Regions from separate parts of the Anas platyrhynchos genome. Here region 1 is linked to region 2. Evidence: chromatin contacts called from public Hi-C data. All regions are on one chromosome and are shown on one strand. The core of a region is the stretch at or near the end of the contact, and the rest is flanking DNA. Distances in the headings are between cores, read along the strand shown. Region 1 holds the start of BTBD6 (BTB domain containing 6). Region 2 overlaps BRF1 (BRF1 general transcription factor IIIB subunit).

Region 1 (2,708 bases), core at 59-2,558, 49 kb after region 2:
GGATAATTAAGAGAAAAAAATTGAATTGAGTTGTTTGGGAGTTGGGGTAAGAAGGGGGGATGCTCAGCACTATCACAAAAAGCAGGGGGGGGGGGGAAAAAACAAAAATAATGCTCTGCACAAACCTTATGGGCAGGAACTTTCTTGGATGCCCCTGGCGGGCCCACGATGAAGTGGACGTCAGCCATGAGTTCGTTATTGAACATCAGCGCGTTCCTGCAAGCGAGGGGAAGGGAGGGAGGTGTGGAGAGGCCGCTCAGTGCCCCCATCTCCCCCCCCGAAACCCCCAGCCAGCCCGGTGGCGGGGTCGCTCGTCCCTTGTCGCTCGTCCCTTACCTCTCGCGCAGCGTGGGGTGGAAGGACTGCCAGTTGGCGCTCTCCAAGTTGTTGTTGTTGAGGTTCTGGAGCTGTGGCGGCGGGGGCGGCTGGGCGCTCTGCTGGAGCTGCAGCGCGTTCTTCTTGCTGTTGGCAGCGGTGGCGGCGGCGTTGCTGTTGGCGATGTTGGTGTTGGCGCTGGCAGGGTAAAGTTCTGCAGCCATCTTCCTCTTCAGGGCCAGGGGCACTATCTCATAGCATCCTGGCACCTTGCCGTTTGGCCTCGCGCTCTTTTTGGACTTCTTTAAGGTCTCTGGAAGCAGAAGAAAAAAAGTCAAACACTTCATGATCCTGCCATTGAGGCACCCATGGGGCAGTGGCATGAGCAAGAGAACTAACAGATCCCAACGCAGGTCCCGCGGTTCGCTTCTAGGTGCGGGGCGGCCTCTTTCTCTTTTTTAATTTTTATTTTTTTCCTTTTTTTCCTCCTTGGCTCCAAGGGGGGCTGCCCAGCCTCGGCACCGCCACGACTGCAGCGAGCGGGGCTGGCCGGCAGCTCCTTCCCCCGAGGAAAAAAAAAAATAAAAAAAAATATATATAAAAAAAAATAGTAAAAATAGGGAAAAAAACCCAAGCACACACCACCAAAAAAGCCACAGATCCAGCAGAGCAGGCGCAGCGTTGAGGGGCGAGCCTCAGTCCCCGGGTCCTCCAGCCGCTACAGCCCCCCGCCGGCTCCCCAGCGCCCGGCTCCGTCCTTCCCCGCCCGGCGGCGGCTGCTGCTCGTGGGGCACATCCGCGGCGCTGGGGCTGGCTCCGGGGGCTGGCTCCGGGCTGCCCCGCACCAAGTTTCCTCCTCCTCCTCCTGGCCCCAGCCGCGGGGGCGTCGCTGCCCCCTGGGCGCTCCCCTCACGGCGCTGTCGGGACGCGGCTCGGCCGCGCTCGGCTCCCTTCGGCTCCGCTCGGCTCTGCCGGGCCCTGCCTCCGCCTCCCGCCCTAAGAGGCAGCGCCGCGCCGCGCGTCACCGCCAATCAGCCAATCAGGAGAGGCGGGGGGAGCCGCCCCCCCCCCTCCTCCTCCTCCTTCTCCTCCTCCTCCCGCCCCTCCTCAATCTCCGACGCCCGCCTGGGGGCGCAGAGCGGCCGGGGCCGTGCGCAGCGCCGAGCGGAGCCGAGCGGAGCCGAACGGAGCCGAGCGGAGCCGAGCGCGGCCGAACCGCCCCCGCCCCTTCCCGCCGCCCTTCCCGGCAGCACCGGGCGGGGGCGCCGCTGCCCCGCGCTGGGGAGGGGGGGGCGGGAGGGGAGGGGATGGGGATGGGATGGGATGGGATGGGATATGGGATGGGATATGGGATATGGGATGGGATGGGATATGGGATATGGGATAACTGGGGGGGAGCCCAGGGCCTCCTCCCAGACCCTATCTGACGGGTGCTGCCCCCACACCCCGGTTTCCCACTTTAATTTTTATTTTAATTTCGCCCCCTTTAGTTTTTCCCCATTTAACTTTTTCCCCTCCACTTTTTCCCCTTTATCCTTTCTCCCCCTTTTTGCCCCCTTTACTTTCCCCCCTTAACTCCCCCTTCTTTACTTTCCCCCTTTTTTTCCCCCTTCTTTTTCTCCCTTTATTTCCCCTTTATATTTCACCCTTTTATTCCCCCCCCTTTATCCCCATCCTTTATTTCCCCCTTTATTTTTCTCCCTGTTTTTCCCCCTTTATTCCCCCTCTTTATTTTCCCTTCTTTATTCCCCTCCTACTCCCCCCCCCCTTTATTTCTTTCCCTGTTATTTCTTTCCCCTTTATTTCTTTCCCCCATTATTTTTCCCACATCGATTATTTCATCACCCCTAGGCCCTCACAGTGCCCCCTCCTCTCTCCCCCCTGCCCTGCAGCCCCATTACTGCTGGGGGAGGCTGTCTTAAATCCTTCACTGGGGGTTTTCACTCTCCCTGCTACTTCTGTGCATCCAAGTTGGAGCTGGGATAGGGAGCAGCGCCTCCCCTTAAAAACAAAACAAAACAAAACAAAATAAAATAAAATAAATAAACCCGTTTGCATCACAGCCCCCATCGTAGAAAGCCAGCTGTGCCCCAGGCGAAGCAGCAGTCCCTGGGCAAGGAGCAGACCCCTGGGGACGGGGGGCTCCTCCTGGGGGCACAGCGCGGTGCTGGGCTGCTGCCGCTGGGGTCGAACCCCAAAAGGGTTCGTTCGCCCTCCTTGGGTTTAGCAGCATCTTAAAAAGCGTTTATTCATTTTTATTTGTCAGTCCGTGCAGGAGATGGTCCTGTTAACTTTGGCCCCGTGTTTGATTTAGGTATTGGTAGCTTTGCATCCTGGCCATTTACGGCCTCTTTATGGCTTTTTGCTTAAAAACCATCCCTGTGCTCATTTTC
Region 2 (2,700 bases), core at 148-2,647:
GTAAATCCACTGATTTCTGTTTAAGTCTTTAGTCAGTATGTTCTCTGGTAGCTGTTCTTCACCGTGCCATATTACCTAGGGGGAAATGAATTAATAATGCATCTAGTCCTGGATATGTATGTTTAATGGGTAATCTCACATCCTGTCTTGGAGTCAGACTGCACAGAAAGCTGTGTTGCAGTTGATCTTTGAGGTTTAGCATGTGAAAAGGAGAATGTAATTGTCCTTACCTGAAATTGTCTTTAACTACTAAGTACTTTAACTACTAAGGACGGGCACCCAGAGGGTGAGTGGGTTATATAGAAGAGCCAAGGAAGTTGGTATCTAAAGATTTGATTGTGGAAGAAATTCCACACAGTTTGAGTGGTGTTGTGTTTTTATTGTTGTTGGTTGGTTTGCTCAAAGTGTCATTAATATAATATTTAATTTAGAATGGAGTGGTGACTGTGGAAAAGGTTTCTGAAGATGTGGGAAGATGAGTAGGTGGATCTTTGCTCTACAGGCTGGGTTGTTCTGTCAGATTGCCCTTGGGTCTGTGTTGATGTGCTACCAAACTGCAAACGGGCTGAAATGCTGCTGTACTGAGCCAGCAGAGATGGCAATTTTGGGAACGTGGGGGGAGGATGTTTCCTCCTCTTCTGTACACTCAGAGCACACAATGTTTCTGTCATAGAAAGTTGCCCCTTTCTCTTAAGCTTTACAATTTTGCAAAAGCATGAGAACTTCAACCTAGGAATCAGCACGGCCTATTTTTCTTCCACGGGATCGCTCTATGCTGTGTGGTTTTTCTTGTGTCTTGCTCTTCCTGGATTCATTTGTTCCAAGCAGCGGGGCTTTCCACCAGTTCCCTTGGGAAACTGTTATGAGGTCCGATGAGTTGTGTGGTAAGTTCTTGTTAATATGGTGCTTACATTTTCCTTTAAGTTCATGTCATTAGGTCTTAGTCATGAGCTCATGTACATTTCTATTTATGGTTTAAACTTCCATTATCTTCCCGAAATCTACTGATCTTCTGCTCCTCTCTTAACAAATCATGTTCAGTGATGTGATGAAGGCTGGACGTTCGATCCCTGGGTCTTTCACAGTCGTTGTTGTCCCACCACCACCACGTTCTCCCTCTTTAATTTGAGGGTGATTGGGGTTCCTGAGGAAAGCAAAGCCTGGGGATAATTCGCTCCACCTGGAAAAGTTGTTAATGGTATATTGTATGTGCCGCGTAGGTTCTTATAAATGGAAGAGATTACATACATAAAGAGGGATACTGCTCAAATATGCCAAATATTTTCCGAGAGGGACATGTTGGCTCTGTAGGAATACATAGATGGCATTGTAGTTCTAACCCTTTACTGGAACAGTCTGTACATCTGACTTACATAAATGTTATTGTTTAAAGAAACGTAGGACTGTGTCTGAAATATGTGCCTTCTCTCGTTGGCCATAAATCTCCTCTCAACTCCAAGCCAAAGCAGATAGCACAAGAGAGCGGTTTGATAAATAGCATCACCCATCTATTTCATTGTTTAGCTGAGATTTGTGGCAACCTTCACTTATTTTTAGTTTCAAAAGGAAGGAAATGCAGAAGTTGAGGTTGAAGCTCTGTCCCTAACTTCTTCCATCGTGTATGGGCTGTGCGCAGATAAAATTATCGGGCAGTCATAGCTCTGATCTAAATAGGCCTTTTGTAGCAGTAAAGGAGAGCAGCCCCCTCACATTCATGCTCCTCGTTATCAGTAGCTGATGGACTCAGCTGCCAGGGACAAACTGAGGGCAGAATTGCATTCTTTAGCTGCAGCCCGAATAAAGATTGATGCTCTTTTACCTAACCGCTGGGCTTCTTATCCCTTTTAGATAAAGGAATGAAATATTTGACTGCTCTTGTCAGCCTCACATAAAAATACCTTAAATAAGTATTAACCTAATACAATCTTTCTTGTTTTTGTTATGGCTCTGTGCCTTTTCCAGCTTGATTTCACTTCTTCTCTTTCTGCTTCCATTTTTAGATTGTGTTTTATCTCCTATCCCTTTGATATTGTTAATAACTGCCTCTTTTTCTTCACACCCCCTCCAACTACTTCACTCTGCGTCCTTTTTCCCTTGATGCTTTTTCTACTTATTTCCCTTTTTGAGGTGGCTTAAGGAATTTGCCAATTAGTTGATATTTATGAAGTTTTTCCTTTTGCAATTACTGTGTCATACGTGTTTGCCAGCTGGGTATGGTCTGGATGGGGAGAGAGGGCCTTTTGTTACATTTGCATGTAGATCCGGAGAAAACAAATTCATTTTAAAAAAGAAGAAAGAAAAAAGGCAACCCCAAGCCAGATGCTGGAAGTAGCATGAGGCTTGCGGGCCTTTTCCAGTCCTGAAGCAGCAGCAGCAACCTTAAGGCCAAGCACAGGTTGCGAGCAAAGCGGTGTTAGTCTCTGTCAGTAAGGTTTTTCTCTGCCTGCACAGTTGGACGATGGGGAGTGGAAATAATTTACCACTGCCGGTTGTATTTTGACAGAACAACTGGCATGCAGAAGAGCGGAGCTGAACTCTAGGGGAGCAAAATTGTTCTGCATGTGTCTGAGGACAAGGAAATTCTCAGGCATGTAATAAAAGATAAGTATTAAAAGGTGGGTGAGGAGGGTAGGGAAGGCTTACAGAGATGCACAGGAGCCTTTTGGCAGGAAAAGGGAAGGGCTGGGTTGGCTTTTATAG

The links. Hi-C and Micro-C count contacts between places; a contact is called where the count stands out from the background.
Region 1: a contact with region 2 is called in a Hi-C map of small yellow follicle, with 4 times the contacts expected there. The contact joins the promoter of BTBD6 here to the enhancer-like site in region 2. A contact is called at or near these places in 5 of 8 Hi-C or Micro-C datasets (F5 follicle, liver, skeletal muscle and 2 more).

Annotation. Positions count from the first base shown.
Region 1 is chr5:8,030,284-8,032,991 of IASCAAS_PekinDuck_T2T, forward strand. It overlaps BTBD6 (BTB domain containing 6), which reads right to left and starts at 1,309. Exons shown (of 5, transcript XM_027459578.3): 1 at 958-1,309; 2 at 337-628; 3 at 126-216. The coding sequence starts at 539. The region is part of intron 6 of BRF1 (BRF1 general transcription factor IIIB subunit); the gene reads left to right.
Region 2 is chr5:7,980,949-7,983,648 of IASCAAS_PekinDuck_T2T, forward strand. All of the region lies in intron 3 of BRF1 (BRF1 general transcription factor IIIB subunit), which reads left to right. Among named protein-coding and RNA genes, the nearest start is that of BRF1, 37 kb to the left of the region's middle. Within about 2 kb of position 1,398, at least 3 of the 8 cell types and tissues checked have an H3K27ac peak or open chromatin away from gene starts, as enhancers often do. A contact at or near this core is called in F5 follicle and small yellow follicle, where this site is marked.